Linked DNA regions of Mus musculus: region 2 is linked to region 1. Evidence: chromatin contacts called from public ChIA-PET data. All regions are on one chromosome and are shown on one strand. The core of a region is the stretch at or near the end of the contact, and the rest is flanking DNA. Distances in the headings are between cores, read along the strand shown.

Region 1 (4,546 bases), core at 874-3,373:
TGGTTGGAAAAGCTTCTACCCAGCCTGAAAAGGTGTCTATTTCTAACCCTAAGTACTTGTTGCCATATCTAGCTGGCTTAATTTCTGTAAATTCTACCTCCCAGTAGACCTCCAACCAGTTGCCCCTGAGCCTCTTCTCAGGAGTATACACGAAGTGTCCTGTATTAGTTATAGCACAGGCCTTGCAGCTTTGACTATTTCTTCTGCCAAGTCAGAGAGTCCTGTAACATAGAAGTCAAAGGACCTAGCCACACCTTTTAATTTCTTGGCCCCCAGGTGGGTCAAGTAATGTCCATAACTTGATAGTGCTCAGGGGTGTGTCTAAAGCTGGTCTCTCTGACATCATAATAATCTTTAGGTCCTCGACTGCCAGGATCATTGTTCCTTGGGCCGCCTGTTTGGCAGTTAGATCTGCCATCTGATTTCCTTTAGCCACAGCATCTTAGGTCCTTCTCTGCAGATGTCAACAGCCCTCTTTGTCTGTATATTTCTCCGTACAGTGGCAAAAGCATATCTGCTATCAGTGTAGACTTTTCTTTTGCCATTTATAGAGCTTATATCAAAGTCACAAGTTCAGCTTTTTGGGCCGACGTCCCTTCAGGGAGGCTGCTGGCCTAGATCACTTGCTTTCTGTCCACCACTATACTGCTGTCCCCCGCCTTCCACTTACCTTCAACCACGAAGCTACTGCCATCCCTGTACCAGCTCAAACTCTCAGGCCAAGGCTGATCTGATCCTTCAGATAGTTTCGAGTACCAGTTTCTTCTGCCAGAACGTCAGCACAGTGATGAGTAGGTGAAGTCTCAGGCAGTAGGGTAGCGAGATTGAGGACAGCAGGTGGAGCGAAGGTCACTCGTTCAGTCAACAAAAAAGCTCTGATAATGTGTCACAGGAGCGTTGGTCATCATCCATCAGTCAGGGGGCTTTTAGATAATGTTTTCAAGAGTGTGGGGTGCCACTACAGTTTTTTGCTGTCCCAGAGTGAGCTTATCAGCATCTTTGACAAGCAGAGCTATGGCAGCAATCGATTTCAGGCAAGAAACCACCCGCTGGCAATAGGGTCTAACTTCTTGGATAGGTAAGCCACTGGACTTTTTAAAAGCTTTCTGGTGATCTGGGGTCCACACAAACACCTCTTCTTCCTTGGTCAGAGGGTACAAAGGGGTAGCTAAGGTCGCCAACCTAGGTATCCAGAGCCTGCAGAAACCAGGGGTGCCCAAAAATTTTCTTACTTGCCTTGGTGTAGTTACAGTCTTTTTCTGGCTTCTTTTAGCCACTGTTTCCCACCTCGAAGGGTGTATCTCAAATAAGTAACTTCAGTCTGACACAGCTGAGCCCTTTTAGCTTCTGTTGCCCAGGTTTCTAGGTCCTGTCTTTTTCTTTCTCTCCTACCACTGTGGCCAAGATTCCAGTCAATTTTTTCTCTTGTCTACGATCCCTCCTGTCCTCTTTCTTCTGCCTCTCGCCTCTCTCTCTCTCTCTCTCTCTCTCTCTCTTTCTCTCTCTCGTAATACACCTTCTCTGCCTCTTACTTACTGGTTCTACTCTAAATATTTCTCATTTGGGGTATCTCTCTCATCTCAGACCTCTCTAATCTCCTTCATCTCTTATTTTACTTCTCCTCACTGTTAATTTCTCTATCAGAGCCTGGTGGTTAGACTTGTGGTGCTCCCCACCTGGATGGGCGGATGTCTCCCTCACTGGTTAGCAGCTTAGGGTGGGGCCACCCTAGAAGAGAAAACACGTGGGCAGGGAAGGGAGCGCAGCTCTCACAGCTGGCTGCACTGGGCCATTGACATCTCAAAATGAAAGCATTTTTTCTGTTAACAAGAGGCACTCTGGTCAAAACCTGAAGACGGGCAGGTGGGATGTAAGGGAAAGGGGAATGAGAAGCAGCCAGGGAACTCGAAGCACTCTTGGCCGGCCACTTCCACAGTGTCCTCCTCTTCTTCTCGTCCTTCCATCTTGCAGAGGCAGGGCCTGGGTTCAGGGGTGGGGGAGGTCTACTCACAGCACGGGCTCTTGGGAGCGGGAGGAACCAGCATGCCCCCAGAGGGGGGCAGACACTCGGGAGGTGGGGAAGGCAGCGGAGGCGGTGACTCTAGTCGGCCCCTCCCCAGCTGCGGCATCCACTGCGCCCACACTGGAAGTCCCCAGTCCAGCCTTGCAGCTGCATCCCAGAGCTTCTCCAAGCAGTCAGGGGTGCTCGGAGTGGCCCGACCTCGGGAAAACAGCGCCAAGTTGTTTTTCTTAACTATCACTGATAAATTCTGTCCTAATGTCAGTCCAAGTCCACAGTCGGCACCACACACACAGTCTGTCCCATGACGAAAACCACAAACATAAACAAGACAGCAACAGAGAAAAAATAAACACCAGTATCTAAGCACACTCATTCCTCACTCTGCCAGATGACAGTCACACCTTTCTGACTGTCCCTCACCCTTAGAACGTCTTCCAGGGGTCGCAGCTTGCAGGGCCTTCTGGATGTCTCCTCTCCTGTGGCTACTGGGCCCTTACAGTCCACAGTGGCAGCTGCCAGAATACAGAATACCAGAACTGGGGACAAGCAGAACTCGAACCCACAATCCCAGAACTGTAAAACCAATACACGAGGTGGGACTCGAACCCACAATTTCACAACTGAAAAACCAAGACACAAATTCACAATCTCAGAACTGAAAAACCAAGACACAAATTCACAATCTCAGAACTGAAAAACCAAGACACAAATTCACAATCTCAGAACTGAAAAACCAAGACACAAATTCAGCGGTGCCACACTTAGACAACAGACAACATGTAAGATGCACACAAACAAACGTACCTCCAAGGGCTCTTTCAGGTTCCTGGGTGTCATGCAGATCTCGGTGGGACCTCCAAATGAAAGAACCTAGTGGGGAAACCCCCACTCTGTTCCCGATTCGGCGTGCACCCAAGAATCATGAACAAACAGACCGTCTTGATGTAAAAACATGAGGTAGTTTAATGGTGGAGCTCCGGGTAGAAACATATCTCATGCAGGAGACAGTGGTTTCGACCACGAGGCTTGGAAGCTAGGGGTTTTTATAGAAAAGGGGCTGGGGCTGGGGGAGGAATTGGCACTGTTTCACATGATTGGTTCATTTAAACATCAGCAGACTGTACATTCAGGTAACATTTAACTTAGGTCAGAAGGGCGGGAGATAGGGAGGTGCCGGCCAGTTTGGACATGTCATTCTCTTTATCTTTATGGCCAAGCAGCCTCAGGAATGTCTTAACGACGGGCCTGCCTGGGCATGGCCTGGCCTGTTCTGCTATGTTCTCAGCCCCAGGTTTCAAAGCTCACAAACAACACTTTGGGCTATTTGACCTAAGTTACATGAATCACAGGTCTCAAGTTTTATTTTCTTCCAGCTCCATCTTGTCCTCCTCAATGCCTCTCCTCTTCTGTCCCAGCATGTCCTTCTAAACCTTCCTGATTCCAAGCACCAATAACCTCACAGTGTTGAAGCTGCCTAACTTGGAGGTCTTCTGCCAAGTGAATTTTCTATTATATTTTTTGTTCTGTTCTCCCTCTCTTCCTCTCCCTCAACCTTTCATGTGCACACACACACACACACACACACACACACACACACACACACACACACAATTTTATGTTTTTCAAGTCTTCTGCAATGTAAACCTATGGCAGTTTAAATTTTATCATTAGATGAGAAATACAAATTATATATACCTGCATTTCTCTCTGTCCCACCCCACCCCCACCCCAGCCCAGGGTCCTTTCCTAGCTCTTTTTCTTAGCATTTAAATACTATTATTCCAAATCTTACCCTCTGCTGTCTTCTCTTTGTGCTCTACATATGTTCAGAGTGGCCTAGCACATCCTCCCAGCTCCGAACATCACCATCACCTGTAACACAGCTTTCCTTTCCATTCTAAGCCTCTAACAGTAGTGTTAGAAACTTTTTAGAAATTTTCACTTTCCAGAAAGCATCCCTAAGGTGAATGAGAGGGGGGCGTGGGGGGTGAGGAGCTCATCCACATGAAGTCAGGGCCTACCCCATTCCCCTGATAACACCTTCACGCACATGCACACCTGTGCTTTGTTTCTCCCTTAGGATCTCACGTTAGAAATCTAGGAATCAGCTGGGCGTGGTGGCCCATGCTCTTAAGCCCAGCACTTGGGAGGCAGAGGCAGGCGGATTTCTGAGTTCGAGGACAGCCTGGTCTATAGAGTGAGTTCTAGGACAGCCAGGGCTACACAGAGAAACCCTGTCTCAAAAAAAACAAAAAACAAAAAACAAAACAAAAAAGAAATCTAGGAATCATTCTCAGATCCAAAACTGAGTCTGTCTAGGTCCTGTTGATGGCAAAGTGTACCGTGCCCTCCATACCACTGCCTAATCACTTCCTACTTGGTCTGTGGCAGACATCATTCCCAATCAGTGTATTTGACATTAGTCACCATCCATGCCTTTTCCAGGCCAGTCTCAACACTCCTTCAGTGTGTTCCAGTAAATGTCACGTAATTTGAACCATGCTTCCCTGTTCATAGGCTGAA
Region 2 (4,546 bases), core at 1,057-3,556, 680 kb before region 1:
GGTACTGTGTCTCTGAAGACAGTGTCAGTCAGCAGAGATCTTTCCTTTCTCCATCTGATGGAAAGCAAGGATCTAAATTTATTTGGAAAGCTAAAGAGAAACCCTTTGTCCCTAAAGGAATGGCAGACCTTGTGGTCAGTGTCAGATACAATAGGCGTGCATACTTGCACAGCATAGCAGACATTCTTCCCTCCTTCCTAATGGCAGCAAAGCCTGAGGGGCCAGGAGTCCCCAGCATTCTTGCCTCACCATGATGACTGAGGGCACAGTGAGGTACATGCCATGGGGCTCACCTCCCCAGAGTCTAGCATGCACACAGGAACTGCTGGCCCTGCCTAGAGTCACTCATAGGGGCCACAAGAATTCACACTCCTTCCCAAAGATACAAACTGGCCTGAGGCAGTTACAAGCCGGTTTCATGGGGATGTGAACCTTAACCCACAAAGGGAGAAACAGATAGAAAGAGATGATTCTGATGGAAGAGATCACAAACGGTAGATTGAAAGTATTTTTCCTTAAGGCTTATCCTGTGGTTTAAAACATCATTTTCCAAGTTGACACTTTTGTAAAGAGTGAAAGTCTTGTGCTAAAAATTTGTATACAAAAGCATATCCAGAAAGGGAACACAGGAGTCTGGGAACTCCAGATGCCAGAGGAAGCAGGACTTAGCGACCACAATGGATGATGATTCTTTAAGACCCACACAGGGACAAGGTGTCTTACAGCAACCAGCACACAGGGCTCTGGACCACAAGGAATCAAAGAGTACGTGAGCCATCTCTCAGGTGGCCATAGAGGGACTTGCCCTGGCCTGCCAGGCCTATGTGTGCACCACGGCAAGCTAGTGGTTAGCTCCTTCCACACCAAGCCCAAGAGGACGGAGGGTGGTGTGGGGGGATGGGCTGCTCCTCTGGAATGGAACCCTGAGATTTGCTGTTAACTATGGCATCTCAAAAGGCCTCAGCAGCTCTTCCGTGTCCTTTGAGGCTCAACAGCTGGAGTTCCTGAAGGACCATAGGCAATCCCTGCCAATAGGCGACTGTCAGTGATGGAACTTCCTCACTGCCTTCTGAAGGTTGGGGTAGAACTCAGCCATGCTTCGAGGGAAGAAGGAGTCCACCACACTCTGAGGGAGGTAGCCACTCAGGTCTGTCTGAAAGAATGTGACCAGGTTGGTTTTGTTGGGATCCCTGAAGAAATAGCAGATGCGGGTTAGATATGTACCATGGAAGCATCTAGCTCAGAGCCATGACCAGCAGAAGTGGTCCAGACATGGTGGTCACTTCTACTCCTGCTCTAGATTCAGTGCCCAGGACTCCTCTCAGCCTCCTTGTTGTGGATGATAGCATAGCCTCTAGGGGACACACGGCACAGTTGCTACAAACACATTGGGGAGCTGGTAGGACAGCTAGGTGCAGATTCTCCTTATGGCTACTGACAGCCCATCCCCCCAACCCCTCCTGGGCTTTGTGTATAAGGAGCTGTTTATCAGTTTACCCCTGTGCAGAGAAAGACAGCCAGAAGGAGGAGGGGAGGGGAGGGGGAGGGAGAGAGGGAAATACAGAGGGAGAGGGAACAAATCCTCCGTCAGATTCCATGTTCTCTCTCCCTCCCCACCTCCCACTGATTCTGGGGTACTTTCTCTGCCCATACGCCACCCCCACCCTCACCCCAAGCTCAAGCTATCCCTCATAGTCACTCAGCTGTGTTCTCTTTGGAAACTTGAACAGATAAGTAAGAAATCTGAGTTAGTGACTATGTTTCTCTCTGGGGAGCCCTGGGCTTGATGGGAGAACATCACAGAAGAGACAAACCACGTGGGGAAAGACACACAGAGTAAGTAAAAGTGGATAAAAGGGGCCTCAGAGGCACCACGGCTGTCTTTACAGGAAAGCCAGGAGTTTGCCTGACATACTCATCAGAATACATGCGGAACTTACATACATACAGTAGGCAGAACACAGAGAATGCTCCCTGCATACAGTAGGCACATCACAAATGCAGCTCTGGTGCTGCCTCCTCCACAGACTCTCCTGCCCTCTGAGATGCTTTTCCTCTGTCACAGATAGTCTGAGCCCAGACACCTCAGATCTGATCTGAACACAGTCTTGCTCCCCAGTGTGGCCTCTTGCCCTGACTCACAGCTCCTTCTACTCTGGGCACAAAGCAGTTTACACTGAAGTCATGGCATGGCTGCTCAGACCTCTCTAAAGCTCCCAAAATGTCTAGAGGGGCCTGGCCCTGCTTCCTCAATGATTTCTTCTAGCCTCTCTTCTGGCTCCACTGAGCCAACACAGTGGCTTCCTCCCATGCCAGTCCTCTTGTGGCCACACCCTCTCACCAAGAGGAACCTTGCACCTGCACAGGCCACTGTGCCAATCGAGGCTCCAACCAGGGGGATTTTGGTGATCTGTGCGGTGACTCACTCCGACCAGACCCCAGGTCCTTTCATCATCCTTTAGTTTTCTATACAGCACTTAGCTTGTAGTAAGCAATGTCTAGTGTATGTATAACATAATTTCTTTAATTTGTGCCTTGTTTATCTTCTCCCACCCCATCAGAATTAAGCACTCAGAGAACACATGTCTTTTATCTGTTTTTTAAAAAAGAGAAAAACAAAGATAGTCAACATAAAAACCACCTGGCCGGGTTTAAGTGTGGCTTTTTACTTGTTGGGTCTATTCATGGTCTTGGGGTAGCTACTTAACCTCTCTGGCCCACCCATCCCTCTTATAGAGCTTGTACCATCACCACTGTTACATAGCCTGAAGCTTGCAGACTGTGTGTTCCCCAAGCCAGCCCTAAGCCTCAGCTTCAAGGAGAAACGGCTCTTACTTGTCTAGACCCTCCTTGAAATATGCCCGGCAGCCTGGAAGGGCAAGGCAGGTCTCAGCATCTGACTGTTGGGAACATGGCAATGAAAAGTGGTCAAGGGTAGTTTTATAGGCCCACATCAGAGGGTCTGGTCTCCTCTGCACTGGGAATAAAGTTGTGTGTGCGCGCACGCGTCCATGCTTTACCACTGTCAAACTCAAAAAATTTGTGACATTTAAGAAAAGCCTTCCCAGAGCTGTTTGGAGAGCCAGATTAGCAGACATGGTGTTAGGTGGGGGTGCTCTGTCTGGGTTTTAGTAATCTAGGCACTGAGACCTGCCTCCTGGAACTGTGTGGGGAAGGCCACACCTTCCCCTCCGGCTATGTGCAGGGACCCATGAGCAGGTGCAATCTCTCTCACTGTTAACTTGGGTGCTGCTCATTATAAACCTGGGGCCTTAGGGTAACTCATTACCCAGAGAGCTCTCAGGAAAACCCTGGCCGTATCTGTGAGTGATTTAGGGCTCTTGGGCTTCTTTCCAGGGCCGATTCACAGCATGGTCTCAGAACTATCCTCCATGCCCTGAGATCTGCCGCCTTTCTTGTACAGGAAGGTGGTCGCTGCGTGAACATAGGGTGGGGAATTTGTTCTTGGAGCTACTTTAGTCTGGTGGATATCTTCAGAGAGTCCAGAAGACCTGGAGCTCAGGCAGTACACTGCGCTCCTGGACTTTGACTGTGGACGCATAACTTAACTGTCCTAACCCTCAGCTTGCTTATTTGCCTAATGGCACTGGGACATTTGCCTGACCTGTCCTGTGAGGCTGGGCACCTGGTGGTTGCACATGCCTTTAACCCCAGCACCTGTAGGCAGATCTCTGAGTTCAACAACAACAAAAGCTAAATCCAGGTAACACCTCCTTACCCCTCTGCCAGGTGCCACCAAGAGTGGCACATCATGTCATGCAAGCCTATGTGTGACAGTGCATTTTGTAACATTGATATTATTTTTGTAGATTACAGTTGAAGTGCCTGTTTTCTGAGTTCACAGTGGTGTTATGGTTGGGTCTAAGACAAAATTCTCCACCCACTTTCCTTACCCTGGCAGTGGTTCACAGAAGCACCCGCATGGATGGTTAAATCCTCTCACAAAACCGGGCTTTGGGGGACACAATGGATGTTCCACATGGGTAGCTGGAAGACAGACATGAAGTCAGTGGACTCACCTGCAGACAGCAGGGTCTCCACCGCCAGCACTGAAGATCCTGCGCCTGCACAGGCCAAGTGCCTGAAGCCCAGCTTCCCAGTCAACTTCCTTCCTTACATTTACACTCACTCCAGTTCACACCCGTGCATCCTCACCCCAATCCCCCACACCCCCACACACATGCTCAGATACACGCACACACATGCACTCACTACCACACACAGTTTTCTCCAACCCTTTAAGAATTTGGGAAGAAAGAACATTCCAGAATATAAGAAGAAAGACTCCTCGCTCAGATTTCAGCCCAAAGAAAGGAGGCTGTGTCCCTCACCTTCCCCAGGGGCAGATACAGAGGAATGACTGGACTCTGCTCCCCAGAAGGCAGGAACCCCAGAAAGCAACCATATGGTTAGATGCTCCCATGACTTGACAAACTGACTTACAAAGAGATTAGCTGCTATCTGCATGTCCACAGCACAAGCTGAGATCAGCAGAGATAAAAACAGCACTGACAAAAATCTGGGA

Evidence for each region. ChIA-PET counts read pairs in DNA pulled down with a chosen protein or histone mark.
Region 2: a contact with region 1 is called in an RNA polymerase II ChIA-PET map of memory CD8 T cells, with 9 read pairs. The contact joins two enhancer-like sites. A contact is called at or near these places in 4 of 39 promoter capture datasets (embryonic stem cells, hippocampal neurons, liver and 1 more), 1 of 115 datasets of contacts at active chromatin or transcription factors (memory CD8 T cells) and 2 of 9 other capture datasets (adipose tissue and embryonic stem cells).

What each region holds. Positions count from the first base shown.
Region 1 is chr7:82,954,983-82,959,528 of GRCm38.p6, reverse strand. The region is part of intron 1 of 4933430H16Rik (RIKEN cDNA 4933430H16 gene); the gene reads left to right. Among named protein-coding and RNA genes, the nearest start is that of Gm45992, 12 kb to the right of the region's middle. Within about 2 kb of position 2,123, at least 33 of the 459 cell types and tissues checked have an H3K27ac peak or open chromatin away from gene starts, as enhancers often do. A contact at or near this core is called in memory CD8 T cells, where this site is marked.
Region 2 is chr7:83,637,066-83,641,611 of GRCm38.p6, reverse strand. It overlaps Stard5 (StAR-related lipid transfer (START) domain containing 5), which reads right to left. Exons shown (of 6, transcript NM_023377.4): 5 at 3,915-4,008; 6 at 1-1,190. The coding sequence ends at 1,043. Among named protein-coding and RNA genes, the nearest start is that of Stard5, 7.3 kb to the right of the region's middle. Within about 2 kb of position 2,306, at least 46 of the 459 cell types and tissues checked have an H3K27ac peak or open chromatin away from gene starts, as enhancers often do. A contact at or near this core is called in memory CD8 T cells, where this site is marked.